Regions from separate parts of the Mus musculus genome. Here regions 1, 2, 3, 4, 5 and 6 are each linked to region 7. A link is a contact called in public Hi-C, HiChIP or PLAC-seq, Micro-C and promoter capture Hi-C data. All regions are on one chromosome and are shown on one strand. The core of a region is the stretch at or near the end of the contact, and the rest is flanking DNA. Distances in the headings are between cores, read along the strand shown. Region 1 holds the start of Cstf1 (cleavage stimulation factor, 3' pre-RNA, subunit 1). Region 2 holds the start of Cass4 (Cas scaffolding protein family member 4). Region 3 holds the start of Ube2v1 (ubiquitin-conjugating enzyme E2 variant 1). Region 4 holds the start of Rbm38 (RNA binding motif protein 38). Region 5 holds the start of Rtf2 (replication termination factor 2). Region 6 holds the start of Tfap2c (transcription factor AP-2, gamma). Region 7 holds the start of Zfp217 (zinc finger protein 217).

The links. Promoter capture Hi-C pulls out the DNA fragments that hold promoters and counts their contacts. Hi-C and Micro-C count contacts between places; a contact is called where the count stands out from the background. HiChIP or PLAC-seq counts read pairs in DNA pulled down with a chosen protein or histone mark.
Region 1: an H3K27ac HiChIP or PLAC-seq map of embryonic stem cells shows a contact between it and region 7, with 4 times the contacts expected there. The contact joins the promoter of Cstf1 here to the promoter of Zfp217 in region 7. A contact is called at or near these places in 1 of 484 Hi-C or Micro-C datasets (the G1E-ER4 cell line) and 5 of 115 datasets of contacts at active chromatin or transcription factors (astrocytes, embryonic stem cells, extraembryonic endoderm stem cells and 2 more).
Region 2: an H3K27ac HiChIP or PLAC-seq map of large pre-B cells shows a contact between it and region 7, with 5 times the contacts expected there. The contact joins the promoter of Cass4 here to the promoter of Zfp217 in region 7. A contact is called at or near these places in 7 of 39 promoter capture datasets (the C10 cell line, the HPC-7 cell line, cranial neural crest and 3 more), 1 of 484 Hi-C or Micro-C datasets (B cells) and 1 of 115 datasets of contacts at active chromatin or transcription factors (large pre-B cells).
Region 3: a Micro-C map of the G1E-ER4 cell line shows a contact between it and region 7, with 9 times the contacts expected there. The contact joins the promoter of Ube2v1 here to the promoter of Zfp217 in region 7. A contact is called at or near these places in 1 of 39 promoter capture datasets (erythroid cells) and 1 of 484 Hi-C or Micro-C datasets (the G1E-ER4 cell line).
Region 4: a contact with region 7 is called in a Micro-C map of the G1E-ER4 cell line, with 5 times the contacts expected there. The contact joins the promoter of Rbm38 here to the promoter of Zfp217 in region 7. A contact is called at or near these places in 2 of 39 promoter capture datasets (the 3T3-L1 cell line and the HPC-7 cell line), 3 of 484 Hi-C or Micro-C datasets (all in the G1E-ER4 cell line) and 1 of 115 datasets of contacts at active chromatin or transcription factors (large pre-B cells).
Region 5: a Hi-C map of B cells shows a contact between it and region 7, with 7 read pairs. The contact joins the promoter of Rtf2 here to the promoter of Zfp217 in region 7. A contact is called at or near these places in 11 of 39 promoter capture datasets (the 3T3-L1 cell line, 3T3-L1-derived adipocytes, the C10 cell line and 6 more), 1 of 484 Hi-C or Micro-C datasets (B cells), 2 of 115 datasets of contacts at active chromatin or transcription factors (T-cell acute lymphoblastic leukemia and large pre-B cells) and 1 of 9 other capture datasets (adipose tissue).
Region 6: a contact with region 7 is called in a promoter capture Hi-C map of hippocampal neurons, with 8 times the contacts expected there. The contact joins the promoter of Tfap2c here to the promoter of Zfp217 in region 7. A contact is called at or near these places in 2 of 39 promoter capture datasets (embryonic stem cells and hippocampal neurons), 1 of 115 datasets of contacts at active chromatin or transcription factors (astrocytes) and 1 of 9 other capture datasets (embryonic stem cells).

What each region holds. Positions count from the first base shown.
Region 1 is chr2:172,369,309-172,372,320 of GRCm38.p6, reverse strand. It overlaps Cstf1 (cleavage stimulation factor, 3' pre-RNA, subunit 1), which reads right to left and starts at 1,318. Exons shown (of 6, transcript NM_024199.2): 1 at 1,294-1,318. Aurka (aurora kinase A) reads left to right here and starts at 1,751. Exons shown (of 9, transcript NM_001291185.1): 1 at 1,751-1,848.
Region 2 is chr2:172,392,095-172,395,235 of GRCm38.p6, reverse strand. It overlaps Cass4 (Cas scaffolding protein family member 4), which reads right to left and starts at 1,592. Exons shown (of 7, transcript NM_001080820.3): 1 at 1,231-1,592. The coding sequence starts at 1,266.
Region 3 is chr2:167,630,548-167,633,383 of GRCm38.p6, reverse strand. It overlaps Ube2v1 (ubiquitin-conjugating enzyme E2 variant 1), which reads left to right and starts at 1,379. Exons shown (of 4, transcript NM_023230.2): 1 at 1,379-1,444. The coding sequence starts at 1,423. Gm31852 (a long non-coding RNA gene) reads right to left here and starts at 910. Exons shown (of 3, transcript XR_375265.4): 1 at 551-910; 2 at 130-248.
Region 4 is chr2:173,020,204-173,023,174 of GRCm38.p6, reverse strand. Rbm38 (RNA binding motif protein 38) reads right to left here and starts at 1,273. Exons shown (of 4, transcript NM_019547.2): 1 at 905-1,273; 2 at 260-383. The coding sequence starts at 1,135.
Region 5 is chr2:172,438,689-172,441,894 of GRCm38.p6, reverse strand. It overlaps Rtf2 (replication termination factor 2), which reads right to left and starts at 1,317. Exons shown (of 9, transcript NM_025542.2): 1 at 1,156-1,317. The coding sequence starts at 1,224.
Region 6 is chr2:172,548,042-172,551,065 of GRCm38.p6, reverse strand. It overlaps Tfap2c (transcription factor AP-2, gamma), which reads right to left and starts at 1,473. Exons shown (of 7, transcript NM_009335.2): 1 at 1,184-1,473. The coding sequence starts at 1,231.
Region 7 is chr2:170,129,572-170,132,565 of GRCm38.p6, reverse strand. It overlaps Zfp217 (zinc finger protein 217), which reads left to right and starts at 1,346. Exons shown (of 6, transcript NM_001033299.3): 1 at 1,346-1,518.

The DNA.
Region 1 (3,012 bases), core at 69-2,568, 2.2 Mb before region 7:
ATTCCCAGCACTTGGGATGCAGAGGCAGGCAGATCCCTGTGATATTGAGACCAGCCTTGTCTATAGATCCCTATCACAGGCCAGCCAGGACTACATAGTGGGACCCTATCACAAACAAAAAAATGATTACCATCAAAACAAATAAATGTAAAAATCCAAACACATTATACTCTTAAGATCTAAGCTCTCCAAACAAAACTGATTTCTTAATCAACCTGGGTGGGTAATTTGATAAGTATGTGTGTGGTTAGATGTTTGACTATAGGAGTCTGGAGACATCAAGCAAGAAGGTAGCCTGGAGAAACAGCCAAGAGTTACAATGCTTGCTGACAGACACCCCGGGCTCAGTTTTAAACCAAATGACTAGCAAGGCCACACAGCATAGTACTGACCAGAGTTCTTAACAATAATAACACCATGCAGGTCCTACTGGCAGATGCGGTGCCAAGCACCTAATTAGCATCCAATCACTAAACGAAGCTATTCAATATATTCGTGTTCATTAGAAAGAAATGGGGGCTGGAAAGATGGCTCAGTGGTTAAGAGCACTGTCTGCTCTTCCAAAGGACCTGGGTTCAATTCCCATGGCGGCTTACAACTGTCTCTAACTCCAGTTCCAAGGGGCCTGCCACCTAGACACCAATGCATGTAAAATAAAGCTAAATAAGTTTTTTTTTAAAAAGAAAGAAATGAATACAAATCTACCCCTGCATAAGATATTGGGACACAACAGAGGGTGAAATGTGTTCTAAGAATCTAGGGCACCCGTTCAAGTTAAGCCCTCCCCTTCCCCTCAAAGTTGAGGGGGAGCCTGCACACTCCAGAGCCCAGAACTTAACCATTTGACCTATCATCTTTACTCCTGTCAGGAAACATCTGGGGTTGTATCACGACATTTAAAGAAAACGGGGGTGGGAGAAGGAGGTTGAGCCTTTACTTAACTCCCCGCTTAACTTCCAATGGGACACAGATAACTTATATCCTTCCCGGAGGGGACACCGAGGCACGAGACCGGAGGAGCTCGCCCCCGGAAAGCTAACACCGGGGAATGCAGGGGGCCCAAAGCGAAGCCGCGCGACCACTTCTGCTCAGGGCGGAATTCCGGCTTGGACCCACCGGGACCGAGGCCCTTTGAGAGCCGGGGTGCAGGCCGGGCCGGCCAACTCTAGGACACGGACTTGGGGCGAGCGGCCTCCTGCCATCCTCTCCGTTAGCCCCGGTCCTTCACGTGATCCACTACAGACCCTAGCCAACCACACTAGCCCGCTTCCTTACGCCCCCTTGACCCCGTACCCGCAGATCAGGGTCTCGGTCTCCCGCTCTCTTCTAGAAAAATGGAGGAGCGAATCGTGCCCGATCGATCGCTCGGAGTGCACACCCAGTGCGCACGTGCAAAGGGCATGCAGCCGAGCGCCGAGCATCCCTGCTCCCTCGCAAGTCTGCCCTTCTCGCCATCTTACTCACTGGCACGTTCGAGACGCTCATTCACCGTCTCCGAACTAATCACCTCCGCGACTGCCTTGAATCCAAAGGGCTGTGTGTGACTGGCGAACGCCTGATCCTGGGGAGCACGGCGGGCGATAGAACGGCCGCAGATCGGACGGGCCGTTGGTGCACCACTTCCGGGCTCCGACAGCTCAGTGCGCCTGCGCCCAGCTACGGCAGGGAACGAGCTTCCCATAGTCGCGTTTACGGTGAGCCAATCACAGAACGGCATTGCTCCGGCTCTAGCCAATCAGCTCTTGGAGTAGAGGGTTTGACTCCTATTTTAAAAGGAGAACCTTTGAATTGTAACGGCTGAGCTACCGGGATCGCTTGGAGGCTTCGGTCGGGAGCAGGTTCCTGCCTGTGAGTTGGAAAGGGACATGGCTGTTGAGGGCGAGCCTGGATGCTGCAAACGGATAGGGAAGGCTGTGTGGCGTCGGGGTAATGGACTGTCTCAGTGGGTTTGCATTCTGTTTAAGAAAGGTCCAGACGTTTAAGATTTCCCGGCTTGGTTTTAGGTTCTTGTGGGAATGGGGATCCAGACCATCAGCTAACCGAGTAATTTGCAAACCGATGGTGGATGCGGGAACTGCGGCTTATTGGGGACTGCTTCGGGTGGAGAATCAGAGTCTAAGTCGACTCGACGAGTCTGTGGATGAACGGGAGTTCCCTCGTAGAGTGCCCAGGACTGGTGCTGCTCTTCCCGCAGCCTTCTGAGCAGTTTATGTCGGGACTACTTGAGGGTCTGTTTCAAAGCGCAGACCCGCTAAAGCTCAGTTTGTAGAATATTCCAGAAGTTTTAGGATTGAACACTGCCTTCGTGGTGGCCGCCGCTGTTTATTCCAACAGTAAGGTGGTGGAGGCAGGATCAAGTCAAAGGTCATCCTCAGCTACACAGTAGGTCCGAAAAACCAGCCTAAATTACATCCACATACGTCCCTACCTCAACACCTCCATCCCCACCACACACACACACACACACACACACACACACACACACACACCTAAATGTGTGGTTGCTTACATCAGCAGTCTGAGGCAGGAGGTTAGCCTTCGATTTAAGGCCAGCCACAGCTAATAAGTGAGAGCCTGTCTGGGGATGTAGTTCAGTTAGTAGGGTGCTTGCCTAGCCAGCCCTGGATTCCATTCCCAGCACTTGGAACCCCGAGGATGGTGATGACCTCTGTGGTCCTAGCACTGCGGAACTGCAGGCGGGAGGATCAGGAGTTCAGAGTAATCCTCCACCGTATAGCATGCTCAAGGCCAGCCTGGGATCCATGGAACTCTTGTCTCTACCACAAACATAAAGGTTAGGTGTGGTCTTGCATTCTTTTAATCCCAGCCTTTTGGAGGCAGAGGGAGGAACTCGGTGAGTTCAAGGCCAGCTTGGTCTACCTACATAATGAGTTCCAGAACAGCCAGGACTACCCAGGGAGACCCTGTCTCAAAAAAAAAATCCAAACCTAACAAACAAATCCTGGCTCCACTGCAAATACAGGAAATAGAAACCTCTTAGGGATAAGACCC
Region 2 (3,141 bases), core at 343-2,842, 2.3 Mb before region 7:
GCCGGAGAGACAGACTGCCGGAGAGACAGACTGCCCGGAACTGCGGGGATGCCTTTGGATGAAAGATTTAGTGGGGCTGGCTCAACTACTCACTTCCCCAGCGCTTTGTGGGGCAAGATTCTCAACTCAGATATTTACAAGTCATCTAAACAAGGAGTCGCCACAGACCCCAGCCCTGGATCCCACGCCCAACACTTGTTACTATCACAATGACAAGCAACATTTAATTCCGGCAAGCAGCCTCCCATTTAGCAACTGTTTCATGGCTCTTTTGTATCTACCATTCTATCACATTTTGAAAGAATAGGAGGGGACAGAAAAGCAACGACTGTGAGCTTCACTTTCCTTGTGATCTCTCCTCCTTCTCCCCAAGCCCCCGCATACAGTATGGGTGTGTGAAACCCAAAAGTTGATGTCACAATGTCCTTCTCCATCACCCACCCACTTTATTTGTGTGTGTGTGTGTGTGTGTGTGTGTGTGTGTGTGTGTGTGTGTGTGTGGAGTTGGAGTTGCTTGTCTTAGGGATGCTGGCCAGAGAACTACAGGGACCTTGCTGTCACCTCCTTGCCGTCTCTGGGGTTACAGGTACACGCTTTCATGCCTGTTTTTTTTGTTTGTTTTTGTTTTTTGTTTTTTGTTTTTTTATGTGGGTACTGGGTACTGAATTCAGGTCCTTATGCCTGTATTGCAAGTACCATCGTCACATCTCAGGCTCCAGTGCCCTTCTTGGGTTAGCAGTGTGCCATGCTATACATATGCTATAGGACCGTCTCTTGGTTCCTGGCCCAGACTTGCAGTTTGTACCAGAGTTCCAGTCCCCAGCGCCCAAAGGAACACGAAGGCAGTTCATGGGTGTCCTTATTGGAGTTAGCAAGAGTAGAGCCAAGGTCTAAGCTCTCTCTATTCAAGAGAAGTGAGTGCCCCAAGCCAGTCAGAATCCTTGAGAGCCACACTAAGCACCTTCAGGATGCAGAGAAAGAGAGAATGTTTAAGAAGTTTGCTGAGTGGTGAAGAGACACACAGTGGGGGCTTGGGCTGTCTGCCTCCTGCCGATTTCACCCCATCATTTCCAGTCATCTTGAAACCAACAACTGGTAAAGAGCAAAGCTTTCTCATTCCAAACCTGCCTGCCACTAATAACCTACCCTTCGTGTTCATTAGAGACCCAAAGATAAAAACAGTTGAGTCAACTGTTGCTCTCATGCACTCAGCCCCAATCAGTCACTCACCTTGGGCGCACCCTCTCTGATGCTGGTGCCTCTCATGGCTGTGATGTGAGCAGGGTCCTCGGAGTTCTGCCGCTGATATATCTGGTTCCAGGGACCAATGATGCAATATCACTGCATGCTGCTGGCTGGTTCCCAGGAGCTGGATTCTATGGAACTGTTTGCCAACACATGGAAACAGTCGAGATGATTCTTTCAAGTAAAGAGAGTCAAATGAAAGGAACGGGGGAGGCGGGGCCAGAGCTTCAGGCCACACCCACGCCTCCATGCCTGCTGTCCCACTTCATGGTAAGTGGAGGCTGACACTCCTTTGCTGTGTGAAACCACAAAAGAAGAAGAAGGAGAAAAAAAAAAAAAAAAAAAAACCCACCCTTCTGCTTTACAAGGTGAAGTTCCTACTTTGAGCAGCCCAGCGTAGGATCACACCGCATTCTTGTCCCTTGAAGACTAATGGAACAATTCCCACCCAGCGAGGCAACACATTTCCATGATGAAGCAAAGCTGCTGGACTTCCGCTGAGGGTCAGCATGTCTTCCTTCCTGTCCCCTGCGGTGTGACAGCTGGGGTAACAGGAGTAAACTGCCCTGCTCTGAACCCCACGTTTTCTACACCTTCACTCCAATTCTCCGTGGTTATATTTTAGCGGGCGCTGCTGAGAGCACCAGATACTGCCCCACACTTGGCTCTTTGTGTCAAGCGAGTGCTCTGAACTCATGAAGTGGAGTCCTCACGACTTCCCAAGTTTAAAGTTTCCCTCAACTCAGACCCAATATCCAGAGAGGAGCCACGGAGTACAAAAAAAAAAAAACCAAAAAACAAACAAAACCAAAACCAAAAACAAACAAACAAACAAACAACCCCAAAAAAACCAAACAAACAAATAAGAAAACAAAACAAAAACCCAAAACTAGCTTAGGCTTCATTTCATTTCAGCATAAGGGTCCCCTCTTCTAAGCAGCTCCTCCCAGCTCCCCTGGGATTCGATCTGTAGACCAGGCTGGCCTTAAACTCACCAAGACCCACCTATTTTTGCCTCCCAGGTGTGAGATTTAAAAAGCATGCCATAGCCAGACCACGGTGGCACTCTCCTTTGATACCAGCACTCCCAGAAAGCAGAGGCTGGCTAATCTCAGTGAGTTTAATGATAGCCTGACTTACAAAGTAAGTTTGGGGCCAGCCCCGAACTCAAAGTGGAAAAAAAAAGTAAATTTAAAAAAATTGAACCAGTGAGATGGTTCAGTGGGTGAAGCTGTCAGCTGCTAAGCTGAAAACTTGTTGGAGTTATTGGAATTACACGGTGGGAGAAGAGGACTCCTGCAAGCTGTCTTTCTGACCTCTGCATGCATACTGCCACTCGTGTGCATACTTCCCTCCCCAGATAAAATAAATGCAATCAAAACAAGCAAACAGATAGAATGCTGTCTCTATTTTAAATGGTCTTTAAGGAACCAGTGATCAGCAATCTGCAGGCGACAGTAGCGAAAGGGGGTGACAATGACTAGACAGGATGAACAGGCTCTAGACAAATGTAGAACCGGGCATGCTCCCACCCCCACATCTACAGTGCTGAGACAGGAGAACAGCTGCGACTTTAAGGCTGTTCTGGGCCACCTCAGAGTTCTAGGCCAGTCTGGACTACGGTGTGAATCTGTCTTAGCAAATAGAAGTAGCTGTCAGCCACATGCTCCCTGCCAAAGTCCACAGGGAAGAAGTAGTAATTTCCAGAAGGCTTTTCACAAGAGAGACACATTCTGAAAAGGGTGGGGTGCGTCAGATCAGAGGCAGTGCGAGCTCCATTTTAGGAAACGCTGTAGCTGCAGAGAGGAGTTGTGAATCATAAGAGCTTCAGCCCACTGCTCTGCACAGGGACAGATCAGAAGGCGTGCTCTCGCTCACCGAGCCAGGCATCCCTGG
Region 3 (2,836 bases), core at 130-2,629, 2.5 Mb after region 7:
AGGTACAATATTGGGAAACAGGGAAAGCCTTCATAAATACAAGGCCACAGACACGTCACGGCCCCCAGCATAGCCCCAGCCCCGGGAGCAGAGCCTCAGTGTATTGTGCACTCACCCTTCCCAGTTTACCTAGAGACCTGGTTCCCTCTGTTCTGTGGGACAGACTCCTAGGCTGGTGTGCATCTTCTGCAGGACGGTAGTTCTGAGCTTACCACGTACTTCCTCAAGAGGAAATGCAGTGGAGCTACCTAGAATACACCAAACAGATGACAAATGGAATGTTCCAGGAATGTCTCCAGCTTCCTTGCCCCTCTGCTGTCCCTCTTAGCAGTATAATCTGCAGCCTATCTGGCTACTTCATCCTCGATTTCCAAGTCCCCTTAAGGGTTTCACATCAAAGGTGGCTTTGTGATGGGTTTACTCTATATGCAGACAAGTGTCTTCAGACCTTTGCAGGAGGCCTTTTCTGATTCTTCCTGGTGCCCTTTATAGGTTTGTCCCCTATCTTATCATAGGTAAAATGTATATTTATCTATTTATATTGGCTTACTTGTTCTCTGTCCAACTAGAATGTAGCAATTGAGAAGAGAATCTCATTTCGTGGAGACATTGCCATGTCCGGCACCAAGCACAGTTCTCCCACATAATTCCATCTCTAAGAAGAACTCTAAAACACAAGCCTGCAACCCCAGCATGAGGCAGAAGCCGAAGAATCAGACAGCCAAGGTCATCCTCTGTATAGTGGGCTCTTGGACAGCTGAGTTGAGAGCATGTCTCGAACAAAACCCCTAAACAAACAAACAAACAAACAAACAAGCAGAATGCATGTCTCAAGGTTGGTGGTTCTCAAGCCCCTAGCTGCACCTTGTCCCTACATGCTTCAGGCCCCAGAACAGCAACAGTGCCGGAAACAAGATTGTACTGGCCCACAATTTGACGCATTCAGGCCTTTCGGTGTTATTTTTCTCCATATACCCCATAACAAAGATCATCTGGCTTGGGGTCAAATTCTGACTCAGCTACTTAGCAGTTGAGTTGAACTTCATCTCTCGCGGTTTCATTTTCGCTACGTGGTGAGGACACAGGGGGACGGAAACAGCCTGGGAACAGGCGCGGGGCTCCACAGCCCTTCCCCCCCATTCTATTCTCCCGGAAGCGCACGGTCACCCCGGGGCCCTCGAGCCGAGCACCTGCACGCCTCCCCCGCGCTCGGGCTGGGCGGGGCTTGCAGGTTGCCCCGCCCTCATGCTCGCTCACTGAAGACTCGGGCAAAGCCCTTCCCGCCCGGCTCCTGCGACCCCGAGCGGGCGTCAGCGGCACCGTTTGCGGCTGCGCCTACACCTGCGCCTGCGCACTAGCGCCCGGAGAAAAACTCAAGGGGGGGTGAAGAAGGGGCCGGCCTTCGAGCGACAGCGACGCAAGATGGCAGCCACCACAGGCTCGGGTGAGCGGGGGCGCCGGGCGTGCTGGCGGACGGGGCGCGGGCTCCCTGGGCTTGGTCCCGGTCTAGCGGAGGCCATGGTGGCCGGGACAGGGCTCCGCGCTGTCCCTGCGGCTGCGTTTGGCTGCTCGGCCGGGCCTGGGACCATCAGGCGGCGGCCGGAAGCCCGGGCGGGGGCAGCCGGGCCGTGGGCGGTGCGGCCAAGCCGGAGGCTCGGGCGCCTCCGGGGGGCGGGGGGTGGGGGAGAGGCCGGCAGAGGGGCCGAGTGTGCTCGGGAATGCCCGGGCGAGGTCCCGCTGGGAGCTGGCCCGGGCGACTGGGAGCCGGGAATGCCCGGCGGGGGTACGCGGGCGCAACCCTAGGGAACACGCACGGAGCCTCGCGGGCCGCAGGCGAGGCCGCCGGGGCCCCGCGTCAATTTAGGGTCGGGGCTGCTCTCATCGTGGTGGTCGCTTCCCAGGGAAATCCGGGCACCTGCACGGGCTGAGCCCGGGCGTTCTGCCGTGGGAGCAGGCCTGGGTTGCAGAGACCAGGGATAGGTTTCAGAAGGCGCGCTGGGAGCCGAGCGCCGCGTTGGATGGGCACGAGCAGGTGCCTAGGAAGCCCTGGTGTGTGTGTCGGGGGGTGGGGTGGGGTCTGTTGGGGCGTGTCGCCATTGGGAAGGCTCCTGCAGTGGGGAGAATGGGATGGGGTGCAGTCCCGCAGATGCTGCTTTTAGAGAAGAAAAACCTCTTCCTGCGGGGAGCGGATGGAGGAAGTGCCTGTCACTCCTAATCCTTCTGCGAATTGGGGGAAAATATGTGGGTTCAACTCAGAAACTCTCCATTATCTGGATGGGTAGGAGAGGAGCAGTGAAATGAGAGCCCTTGGATCAAATGGAAGGGATAGCAAGAGGGTAAAGGGGATGCTCTTAGGGGAGAAGCTCTTGTCGGTCTCTGATGGGCTAAGAAGAGAAGGCCAGATGGGGAGACCCGAAGGGTCTGCTGCCTTAGAACCGGCAACCTGTACTTGATTATGAGCCATGGACTCTGGCAGGCTAGAGAAGGTGGAGTGGGTTTGGTGAAGGAGATCCCCCGGGGTCTGGGAAGGCATGGGAGTCTGCTTTTCCAATGAAGGATTCAGGAGAGAGTGGGTGCTCCCTTCTGGTGTGGGGCTATATCCTCGGGAGTCTGTTGGTGGAGGTGAGCAAGGGGTAAGGACAGGCCACCAGCCTAGGCACTGGTGTTTTGGGGCTGTGAGGCCACCAGAGGAGATGTTGTGGGGTGGGAAGCAGAGAGGTGCTGCCTGCAGTGACCCACCACACAGTGCCTGGTGTGTCCTGGAGAAGACTGCGGAGCCAAGTCAGTCCATTTCCTGACAAACACATGGCGGTGGGCACTTGGGAAGACCCAGTCT
Region 4 (2,971 bases), core at 24-2,523, 2.9 Mb before region 7:
CGGCATCTGACTTCTTCCCTCCCCAAGAGTAGGAGACTTTGGAAAAAAAAAATCATTATCCCTGGGACCATAAACTGCCGAGAAAGAGGAGCAAGCTCCCAAGCCAGGGGTGGTTGCCCTGGGCTGCCTCTGCAGGCACATGATTGCTGGCTGCCACTCGGGGACAAAGGGGGAGCGGGGGCAGCGTTTTTCCATCAGACAGATACCAAAGCTGAATATAGAAACAAGGAGGGCTGGAAAGAAAACTCAAAGCTCTTACCCGTCTGTAAGCTCCTAGGCTTGGCACCCAGGTAGGCCAGGTTCACATTGGCCTTGCGACCATCGATGATAGGGTTAGGGTCTTTGCAAGCCCTATCAGCCGCTGCCCGATCTGCCATGGTCACCTGCAGGAACACAGAGGGTCAGGGGCTTTGGTGGCTGGCTGAGGAAAACAAGGCAGAGAAGGGAAGGGGGTTTTGCCCGGGCATCGGGCCATCTCTGGGTCTTTCCTCCCAGAAGAGTATCTGGTATTTAGGACCCTTGGGGCACTGTCTTCTCTGCCTCCAGGGCTGCAGCTCCTTCCCCAAAGTTCAAGTGCGGAGTGCCTTCAAGGACAGCGACAATCCCCTAGGAAGTGGAGTAAAGGGAACCTCAAGGGGAGTCCTCCCCACCCCCCCGCTGTCCAGGCCATCAGTAAGTACCGTTAACTTTCTCAGAGAATTAGTTTGGGGACACTAGAGTGGAAGGAAGTGGGAAACCGTCTTCAAGTCGCTGGCGCTAACAGCTTACGCTTCTTTGGGGCAGCTGGAAAGTGTGGGGGAAGGGCCGACGGCCCCGGGAAGCCCCGGAGTCCCGGCTGCGCGCGGCGGGTCTGGGAGGCGGTGGGGGAGGGGCGGCGGCAGGTGCGCGCGCCGCGGGCACTCACGAAGCCGTAGCCGCGGGACTTGCCGGTCTGGCGGTCGGTGATGACCACGGCCTCCTCGATGTCTCCGAAGCCCTCGAAGTACTTTCTGAGCGATGCGTCGGTGGTGTGGTAGGGCAGGCCGCCCACGAAGATCTTGGTGAACGTGGTGTCCTTCTGTGAGCCGTGCATGGCGCTGGGGGCGGCGGACGGCCGCGGAAACACACTCGGGGAGCACGCGGGCTGCAGCAGCATCGGGGCCGCCGCTACCGAGCCGGCCGGCGCATGCGGGGGTGTCCCAGGCCGAATCCGAGTTCCCCACGCTGTCCCGCGCCGCTTCTCCGTCCGCCGCGAAGCGTCTACTCCGCGCCCTGCGAGCTGCCGGCCGCCTTTGTAGCCGGCCACGCCCCGCGGTCACGCCCCTCTCGTTTAAGACACGCCTTTGGAAGCGGGGGCCGCCGGGAATTGTAGTTCTAAGTACGTCCCGCGTGCCAGGACGCGGGTCCGGCGAATGAGGTGACTTAGCCCCTAGGTGCTCGCCGGTATCAGCTTGTCTGTCTCGCGGGGCGCACGGTCCGGTATATTCCAAGCGTTGCTTGATTCAGTGGTTTACACCCGAGCGACTAGGGGTGCAAACGTACTTGTTAAAAGGTCCGAAAAAAAAAAAAAAAAAGGTCCGAAGGAGTGCCTCAGCTACTCATTCGCGAACCCTTGTGGTTTGATCTCCCCATCACAAAAACCTGGCTGGTGACACACACCTGTAAACCCAACACTCAAGAAAGAGAGTCAGTTCAAGGCCACCCTTGGCTATATACTAAGTTTGAGGCCAGCTGGACTAAATCATACCCTGTCTCCAAAAAATAAAAAATAAAAATAAAGGGCAAAGTGAATTTGCCATGTTTATAAAAATAATTCACACGCACACCATAATACATCACACGTACTTTGGCGGTCCTGTGGTGTCAGGGATTCTCTGCTGGGACTTCAACAATGGCATACCCCGGGACACTAGGTAGTCTGTGAAAATGAGGGCTAATCGATAGTGAATACACCTTTTACAGTCTTGTAGAAAGCTAAGAGCTTTCTACTTTCTACTTTCTACTGTGAGGAAGAACAAAGGCGGCTGGGCTCCCATGTCACTGACATGGGACCGCCTGTGGGGTCACCCTTAGCAGGAGAACAAGCAGAAGGCATGACATGGCCTGTGTAGAACGTGGGCCAAGGCTGGGACCATGATGCCAGTCTGCAGAACTCTTCCCCACCAGCGCAAATGCAAACGTGGGGCCCTTGTTAGAGACAGAAATTTCAAACAGCCGAGTGGAATACACCGGTGATCCTAATACTGAGGAGTTGGGAGGGTGGGAGGGTTCCGGGTCCATACCCTGCTACACAGAAAGTCAGAAGCTAGCCTGTATGATGGGAAACCATAAAATAGAAAGAAGAAAATGGGAATTTCAGCACAGAAGCAGGCACGATGCTTTAGCCTCCGGGCCAGGAAGCAGCCCTGATCCTGCGTCCCTCATGTCCCCATTCCTGGTTATCACACTGGGACCTGAAGACCTACAGCTTTTAGTGGGGCTAAAACTGGCCTGGCCCCACTGGTCAAGGCGGACAGTAAGGCAGGCAGCCTCTGGGCAGGTTCAGCCCCAGTCAGTCTAGTCCCCTTCACACAGAGCAGAACTCCGAGCCTGCTGGGGATACCCCTGCCCAGCGCCTCACTCTCTTGGCTTTACCTTCCTCGCTTCAAGTTTCCTTTGCTGTAAGGCTTGTTCTCCCCAGACCCTACCCAACCGGGGCTTCTTTCTGGTCTAAGGTCTTCTGCTGCTGACGGAGCTCTCTAGCAAGTGTTGCTCAAGGCGTAGCGTAGGGATTAGCAAGAGAGGCGTCTGTTGAGTGAATCCCTGGTGGAACGTAAAGAGGAGGGGGCTCCAGACCAAAGACCCCTTAAAGAAGCGCCTTTTGAAAACTCGTTGAAGTGTGTTTTGTTTTTGTTTTTGTTTTTTTTTTTTACTTATTCCTAAAGCGTCGAGACTTCCTGGCCCTGAAGTCTTGAGCCACCTCGATTCCTTCCTGGGGCCTCAGTTTCCCCAG
Region 5 (3,206 bases), core at 68-2,567, 2.3 Mb before region 7:
GGCAAAAAGACAAGCAGAGGTTTGTTCACACAGGACCCAATGGAGTTTATTAGGGATGTGTCAGGAAGTTATGCAGTGTCTTAAGTACAACACTGGATGGGATTCACCTCCCATCCCAAAGTTCTCTGAATGTTGGATCAGGAAACATGATCCTCCCCGTGCTGGGAACTGTATCGGGGGCATTCTCTCCCCGTGCTGGGAACTGTATCGGGGGCATTCTGTGCCTTCTATTATTAAACAGTCATCATCAACACTAGCTTTGAAATGCACATAAATGGATGGGGACAGTGGTTCATGACTCTAGGCCACGTCAGTGGTGTTAACTAACTTTGCGGCATTCAATTTCCCATCCATTAAGTACACACTTTGCTCAATGTCTTGTAAGATTTACAGAATGCCCACGCATTTATTCAAAAATATTCACTGTGGCAGAAACTGTGCTAGTTCTGGAAGAAAAACAGTGCACAGAGTTCACCAGGAGGAGCTTGCAGTCACGTGACCATCAGCTGGGCTCAACCACCAATTCAGAGTGCTAAGAGCTGATAATTAGTTTAAGAAGGGTGTGACTTCACAAAGGGGAATGGTTTGGGGAGACTTTAATACACAAAGCTCAGGCTGGAGAGATGGCTCCGTGGTTAAGCCTGTGTACTGCTCTTCCAAAGGATCCGCGTTTGGTTCTAACAGCCAAGATTAATGGCTCACAAAAACCTGTAGCTCTAGCTCCCGGGCGTCCGATGCTTTCTTCTGGCCTCCTTGGATACCACACTCACACACAAAACATTTTTAAAAAAAGTATTATTCAAATACCAAGGCCTGTTGGCCAACACCTTTAATCCCAGTGCTCAGCAGGCAGAGGTGGGAGTCCCAGCCAGCCAGGGCCACACTGTGAGAGCCTTTCACAAAAACACACAAAGTCCATAAATAGCATCTATCACCGTGATCGTCGCTAGCTACAGATACGTTCCAGTCCTGGCTGGGCCACTAACTAGCTCTCCAGTCTCCGTCCCGTTCAACGTTAATGTTTCAAATCAACACAGCGTCTGTGGGGAGGATCCCAGTCTAACCGTACTGTTCAGTGCCTGCAAACAGTAAACCCTCCACAAGCGCTGTGACCACCGTTCATCCCGAGCCCCGCAGCCCGCAGTCCCCACTGACCTTCTCGACCTTCTTCGGCCCCTTCACCAGCTCGTGCCTCTTGGGGATGGTGCCTCCGTCGCAACCCATCCCAAAGCCGAAATCAGAAACCGTAGCAAAAACCAGAAGCCTTAGCAAAGACGAGAAGCCGTCGCTTCCGGGGTCTCTGGCGAAACCCTACCTACTTCCGGCGCTCCTTGATGACGCACACAACCAGCGCGCCGCGAAAGGGGCGGGGTCGCCGCGCGAGGCCTTGGTCCACACCAATTGTCTTGAAAATCTTGTCCGGGAGTTGGGCGTGGTTTCAGGGCGACGTGCTGGAGCATCCTTGGAGTGCGTCCACTTCCGGTCGTGGGCGGTCCCTGTTTTTTCCTCTGTGGTTCCGTAAGCTTGGGCCTGAGGGAGGACGGGAGAACATTTGTCGGGGTTGTCCCGAGGTCTGCGTCTCTGGCATTTTTGCAGACCAGTAGTGCTGTAAGTCTAAGGAGGAGATGGCCGGAATCTGTCTTCTCAGCTACCTCTCATGTATTTTAAATCCAGACTTAGAAAAGAAAAGACGTTGTGGGTGCTAGAGGGATGGCTCAGTGGTTAAGATCACTGACTGCTCTTCAGAAGTTCTGAGTTCCATTCCCAGCAACCACATGGTGGCTCACAACCATCTATAATGATATCTGATGCCCTCTTCTGGTGTGTTTGAAGACAGCTACAGTGTACTCAAATACATAAAATTAAAAAAAAAAAAAAAAAAAAGACGTGGTGGGTGGGCCTGCTTGTGCGCTACCTAACTGCAGATGCCTGTCGAGGCCTGAAGAGGGTGTTCTATCTTCCTGGGACTGGAGTTGATATGGTTGTGAGCTGCTGGGGTTCTGGGAATCCATCCTGTGCTTACTCAAAGAACAGCAAGCATTCTTAGCCACTGAGCGCCTCTCCACCCTGTATCCAGATGTATTTTGGGCAGAAGCTAGGGCTACAGTGTCTCCAACAAGCTTAGAGTAGCCACTCATCCCATTGTACCAGCTACAGAGATTAGTGCAGACAGAGAAAGGGGAGGGTGATCATATTGGGAAGAGAACAAATAAGGGGTTCAGTGACCCCCTAGTCTGCCTTTGGGGTACTAACATGAGCTGTAGGCCCAGAGGAACAACAGGGGCAAATGGTATGCATAAGTGAGCAGTCCTGGGATAAGTATGGCCTCCTTCATTTCTGTGTCTACACCAGTCCTGCAAGGTGGCCATTCTGAAGCCCACACTGCTTAAAGTGACCAGATAGTCTCAGATGACCATCTTTTCTGCCTTTTCACCCTCACTTAGGGGAGTGCTGTGTCCTCTGGGACTCCAATGCTCCTGGGATCCTAGGTGGTTGCAGGCCTAAGAAGTGACTTACTGTGCCTTCAGCTTTATGACACTAAACACCCTCAACTTGTCGATGGCTCTTTCAAGGGAGAGAGTCACACGTAGGTGTCTTAACAGTAGTTCTGCATCTGATTTTGTGGCTTCTGAAATTTCATAGCTCAAAGGATGCAACTTGCCACAAAATGCAGAGATCAATCAAAGGTTAAAGCCAGGTGGTGGTGGCGCACGCCTTTAATCCCAGCACTTGGGAGGCAGAGACAGGCGGATTTCTGAGTCTGAGGCCAGCCTGGTCTACAGAGTGAGTTCCAGGACAGCCAGGGCTATACAGAGAAACCCTGTCTCAAAACAAACAAACAAAAATTAAGTACAAAATTAGGAACTGGCTCTCTTAGTTTCCTGCCATGGTTGTGTTGCCCCGGTTTAGGGGTGAGAGGAGTGTGCAGGTTCAGAGAACCCCAAAGGCTCACAGGTATTCTGTCCTTAGGGAAACATAGTCTGGCAGTGGTGGTGGTTTGCGGAAAGGTGGAAGTGCCTGTGTAGCCAAGGGTGATCTTGAACTTCTGATCCTCCTGCCTCAGTCTCTTCAATGCTGGGATCACAGTTGTGCACCACCACACCCAGTTATGCCCCCCAAGGCTTTGTGTGTAATAGGCGGACACAATATCCAGTGAGGCAGAGCCTCAGCTCTTACATTATTTTAACAGCCCTGGTGTTTTTGTT
Region 6 (3,024 bases), core at 224-2,723, 2.4 Mb before region 7:
TCCTCCCATGTCGCTGCGGCGCGCAAATAGCGCGGATAATGCGCAACGCCGACGAAGGGCGCGTTTCCCCGCCCCAAGGATCATCCCCCTCTCACTCCCTTAAGAGGCGGCCGCGCCGCGGAAGTGACACTCTCAGGTAAGGCCTCATAGTAATGTCGTCCGGAGAGACCGGGAGCCGACACGCGGGATCGGAGCTGTGATCCTTGCTAGCCAAGCCCGTGCCTTCTGCGCCTTAGGAAGTGAGGTCTTCCAGCCCGGCCATGGTCAAGGTTCTCACACATCCCGGTGTAGAGAAGGAATGAAAAGACTCTGCCAAACTGGGCAACCTTTGCCTGCGCACGTCCCCTCGCCCCAAGGCGGTCAGACTTAATTCCTAAAAGATGTGTCTTCATCAGTCCCAGGGGTCAGAAGGGTAGCAGGGACACAGGAGCGGGGCACTGTCGCCCCCTAGCGGAAGCCGCCCGGGCATGCACGCAGGGGCAGCCCCTCGAGGTCGTGCGGGTGCGGTGCGCTCCCGCAGCCTGGCCGCCGGCCTCTCCTCCCCACGTTCCCCGGTGCTCGCCTCGCGCCGCCTGAATCTTCTTCCTCTTCCCGCTCGCCGCCTCCCTCCCTCCTACTCTCCGAAACTCTAGCTCAACCTGTCCGACAGGCTAGAGTACTCGCGAGCGCTCAAGGCCCCATCTGGCTTCACCCCCACCCCACAGTCCCCAACCCCCACTTCTCTTGAAAACCAGGTTGCAGTTGTTTGGACTTTTCTTTTCTTTCTTTCTTTTTTTTTTTTTCTTTCTCGAGGAGGTAGCGGGGCAGGTGACAAGCCTTCCTTGGAGGAGACTCCTCAAAGGTGTCGCTGGCAGGGAAGCTTCCGTGGACACTGGACAGACTTCGTGGGAAAAAAGCCACGTCTGAGACCCGGAGACAGGGCGCTCTTCGGGGAAAATGGAAAGGAGGGCCGTGCGCTTCGTAGGAACCCACAGTTGAGTTCTGCGGGTGGGTTTGCCACGCTCTTGCCAGGCCTTGTCCCCGAGAGACAAGACCAGATTCAACAAGGGGCCCAGGAGATGGCCGAAGACTGGCCCTCATCCCTCCCGAAGGCGAGGGCTCCGCGCAAACGTCCCCAGCCTTGGCCAGCAGCCCTGGGACCCCGCTCGGGCCGGCGGGGCTACGTTCCCTAGCCCCCGCTCACCTCGCAATCCTCTTCATACTTGACATTATCTGTTATTTTCCACAACATGGCGTCCGGCGTCCCCCAAAATAGTCGCCAGTTAAATCCAGGCTCCCCCCACCCCCCGAGCGGTAAATCCACAATCGGGGTCACGGTGGCCAGGCGTCTGCCGCCGCCCCCGCCGCGCGCGCCGGCCTTGCTGTCCCAGTCACTGGACGCGCATCGGTGGCTGTGCACAGAGATGTGGTCGCCGTGGGTGTGTAGAGGCCGCAGCCGTGGACCGGAGAAGCCTCACCCTCACAGTGTGTCCCGGCGATAGCCGGGGGACCCGAACGCCTTAATGGGAAGGAAATTATCATAACTCCTCCCCGGGGGCCGGCGCCGCGCGGAGGCCCAGGCGCCGGGCGGGGCAGCCCCCAGCCAGTCCCTGCCTAGCTCCGCCCCGCACCCTGCCTAGCGTGTTGCAGGACCAGGCGTCGCGAGGGGCTCGCAGGGGCATCAGTGGGCGGTCTCTGACAACCGCAGACCTGCCAAGCTGAGGTGCCCAAACGTGGCTTCCTTTGCCTGCCAGCCCCCTTGCACACCTTAGACTGGCAGAGCTGACAGCTGGGATTTCCCCACCTCAAGAACCGTCCTTCATCCTCCTAAAAAATGGATGTCACTTGAGAGTTGAAGACGCCCCATTCCAGGGTGTCTCAACTCCTGGGGTTCCCTGACACCTCGCCCCAGCTGTTCCGACAGACATTTAAGGATTGGGCTGAGAAATAGCTAAAGTCCCACTGTTCCCTAGTGCCCCCCCCCCCCTTTCCCTCTCCCTGGGTACTTTACTGACCTGCCCACTGAGGGAAGGGAGGGGAAGGATTCCGAGAAGGAGTCCGCTCCCCCAGCTCCAAAGAGGAAACTCACGGTAATACCTGCTGTGAATAAATCGGACAACCGCGTGCTGCAGCTATAGCCCGAAGCTGTATCTGGCTGCGGGCCGTGGCTGGAGGAGACCCGAGCTCCCCCGCCCAGGCCCATCCCTGCTGCGATGCCCAGCCCTGCGGAGCGCCGGTTCTGCAGCTGTCACGGGCGGCTCTTCAGAAGCCTCTACTCGCCCAGGAAAAGAGGTTCCAGGCAGAATAAACCTCCATCGCCACGGGCCGCGTGGAATGAGGTGCTGTAAAGTGGGAGGGGGACTACAGGGAGGTCGCCCTGAGATATGGGCACACCTCGTCCCATGGGAGGCAGAAAGCAAAGCTTCTATCCACAGAATGCTGCTGCACCCCAAGATTTTCCGTCCAAGCCAAAAAGCAATACTCAGTGTTATTTTTTAATTCAACGAAACGAAAATAATTGGCCTAATTGTTATAGTTAATTTTTTTCATCCCAAACAGAAAGTCCACAGTTCTCGAGAGCTAATCTTGTTAGTCCGTCCCAACAGTATATGGAGATTGGCTTCAAACAGTGGAATTGGAGGCAGGGACTATTTCGGATTGATTCCGAAGCCAATTACACAATTCTTGATACCCATCAGCCCAGTGGCCAGGACCTGTTGGGAACGTGCCTCCCGTATCCACAGACTAAAATAATTTGCTCTCTTCCTGCTCCTCGTCTGTAAGCATTTCCCTAGACCCAGATAGGCCTGAAGTAAAGTAACTAAAATTAAAATAGATGTTCAAGCCAACCGTTCCCCCATGGTCTTAGAGAATAGCCGCATGCAAAATAGCTTTCTGGCCAGTTGACCCTAACAGACCCAGGAAGTTGAAACCGCGGGAATCAAGGGGGCTTTTCCGGCTAAGTTAAAAAGGCAGGCAATCCAGACCGAGCCTCCAAAACAGAGGCCCTGGAATTAGCGGGAGAAGAGGGCACCTGCTCCAGAA
Region 7 (2,994 bases), core at 97-2,596:
GGGCTTGGATGAGAATCAGGGCTGGCTTAAGGATCTACTTCCAGCGATGCTAATTAATTGTGAGTAAGTAATTGATTCACTTCCTTTGAAAAAAAAGACTAACGAGACCATATGTGGGTTGGTAGTTCTATGTAAAATGACAGCAAAAACATTCTACAAGGCAGGTTCTTGCCCCTTGCTAAGCTGTCTTCTTGAATTCTTCTTCCTATTTATTAAGGACTGCGTTGCTTACCAGTTCCGGTCGGTTCTTTTTTGTCCCGTTCCCCCCCAACCCCCACGCTTCTTTTTGATTTAGGAAATGGGTATGTATGCTTTTCTTGATGTTTTCCCACTTTTTGATACACCGAGGGCCAGCTTGAAAAAGAAACAAACAAGTTGACTGTTCGGTGTTAAGCAATAAATCTATTTTACATTTGAGTTCATTTGCATTTTGGAGCAGAAAAATTATTGGATGTGATTGTGGCCGCCATAGTTCCTCCCTGGGGCTTGCTTAAAACGGGACATCAGTCCCAGGCCTTTGGAGTCAAACCTTTTCCTGTCTTATCTTCTTTCATCTTTAATACGAGTCAGGAACAAAACAGAAGGGAAACGCTTTAAGTGAGATGGGCATAAAGAAGTGTGTGGTTTTTGTTTTTGAGCACACTTTTAAGCCTAGTTTCACTCAAATGAATTTCTCTGCAAACTAAGATTTATTAGGTACCAAGTCCAAATTCAGATATGAAACTATAATAGAAACACAAGCCCAGGGTGTTAAGGAAGAAATAAAAAGGCTTTTTGAAGATAACAATTTAAGAGAAAATTTATTCTTTTTAGGTCTCGGACCTTCCTCACATTGACTCTCTGAAAGTGTTAACCTTCACAACACCTCAGAACACCGCTATCCTGTGAGCTCCCGAAGCCAGTGGCAAGGTTGGTTTATTTTTAAATTTTTATTATTATTATTGTTGTTGTTCGTGATTCTGGGCGACCGGGGAGTTGGGCAACCGGCCCCTCCCCTCCTCTTCCCTCCCCTCCCGGGGCGCACCTTGCAAGGGAGGGGGAGGCGGCGAGGGAGGACTGGCTGTGCGCCTGCGTGCTGCGTTTGCAGCCCCCCCCTCCATCCCCAGAATACCTGTCACTGGAACCGCCCGGGCGCGAGCGCGCCACGTTAGGCCGGATGGCGGGACACGGCGCGGGGCGCGCGTGCGCGGGAGCCCACGGGGTGGGAGTGGGGTGCGCGCGCCGCTCCGCGGGGCTCGCGCCTCGGGGGGTCCGAGGGGGGCGTGGCCCGCAGCGGTGGGCGGGTCGGGGACGCGCTTGCGCACACGCGCGGTCACAGAGGGGGCGTGGCCGGGGGCGGGGCGTCAGGCGGCGCGGCCGGGGGGGAGGGCGCAACAGCTGCTGCGAGCACTTTCTGCCCCAACAGTCCCCCCGCCGGACGCCGGCCGCCCGCCCGCCCGCGCAGGGACCCCGCGCCTGCACTGTCCCCGCGCGGACGAGTAGGGGGCGCCCGCGCCGCTCCCTCGCCCCGCGCCGGAGGTGAGCCCGGCCCCCCGGAGCCTCTGTGGGGGTGGGGGTCCCGGCGCCCGCGGCCGTGGGAGGCGGGCATGGCGCGGCCCCGTCCCGGTCCCCGCGCCGTCGGGGCTAGCGGCAGACGCACAAAGGCCGCGCCGCCTCTGCCGCTCCTTCAGCCCCGCGGCTGGGCGGTGCAGCCGGACGGCCGCAGGTAAAGGGGCGCCGGGGCCGCGTCCCCACGGCTGCGGCCGCGCGTGGGGCTGGGAGGGACGGCCGAGACAATGGCCTGCCCGGCGCGGCGTGGCCGTCGGGGGTCCGGGCCCCTGCGGGAGCTGCGTCCTGCCAACCAAGGAAGGTGTTCGGTTTCACTCCCAAACTTAGAACGTCCCGCAAACTCCCGTGGGAAGTTCGTGCGGGTTGGCGGGAGGCGGCACCGCACATCCGAGGGCGCCGCCCCGTGCGCCTCAGTTTAGCCTCAACGCGAGCGGGCGCGCAGTGAAGGGCGCCCCCGCCTCAGACCCTCGGCGCACGGGAAGCGCATTCTTGGGCGGGGAGGGTGGGGGTGGGGACAGCGGGCGGGGATTTTTCCCGAAAGGTTTGCTTCCTGAAGTGAGCCGAAGTCCCGGGGGCCCACTTCTGGGACCCCCAGTGGGGGCCGGTCCGCACTCACACAGTAGTAGAAACTTTTAAACTTTTTATTGTTTGGGTCGGGGGCTCGGGGTGGTCGTTCCCAACCTTAAGGGCTGTGTCCTGTGAGCCTTAGTTTCTTTCTCTGAGAAACAGGCATTCCTGAGCATGCGTTGATTAAGGGGCACCAGCTTGGGGTCCAGGGCTGTAGGGCACCATGTGTACCCCAGGATCCCGTGGCCAGTTTCCTGGTTTGGGATGGGTTGGAGCCATTAAGTTGTATGTTTTAAGAGGCCTAGGTCTGATTTAGTTCAGGTTGATTCAATTATGTCTTCATCCCTTTTGAGGTGGTTGAATAACTTGACATGAGATTAAGGCCAACAAAAGAGGAGGCAGGGTAGCCACAGCTGCTGGCCATGCCTGGCAACTAGGTAGGGGCCTCAGGGGGCCTTTCACCTCTCTTTGTAAGAGAAAAACGTCCACAGCCTTCTTGACTACTTTTCCCAGAGTAAATCGACCACCTTGGTACCAAATTGGATATCAGATGTTAAGTTTTTGTTTCGAGAAGGATTAGTAACAGGTCTAGTTTCAAAAAAAAAATTTTTTTTTTTTTTTTGTAGTGACAAGTGCAGAGAACTAACCTTACTGCTTTCTGTCTGGGGAGTGTATCTATCAGACCACTAGTTGGTGCTTAGTTACTGTGCTGAGAACTTTTAAGGTGTGTCCTTACTGGTAGATGACTTTTCCCCCTCCTGCTGGAGAAGTCGTATTTATTTTAGATACTGTTTTTTCAAACCTGTGGAGCCTGGTGGTATATTTAGGCTATCTGGTTATTTTGGTTTTAATTTTGAATCCTGATTTGATTGAGTCCCT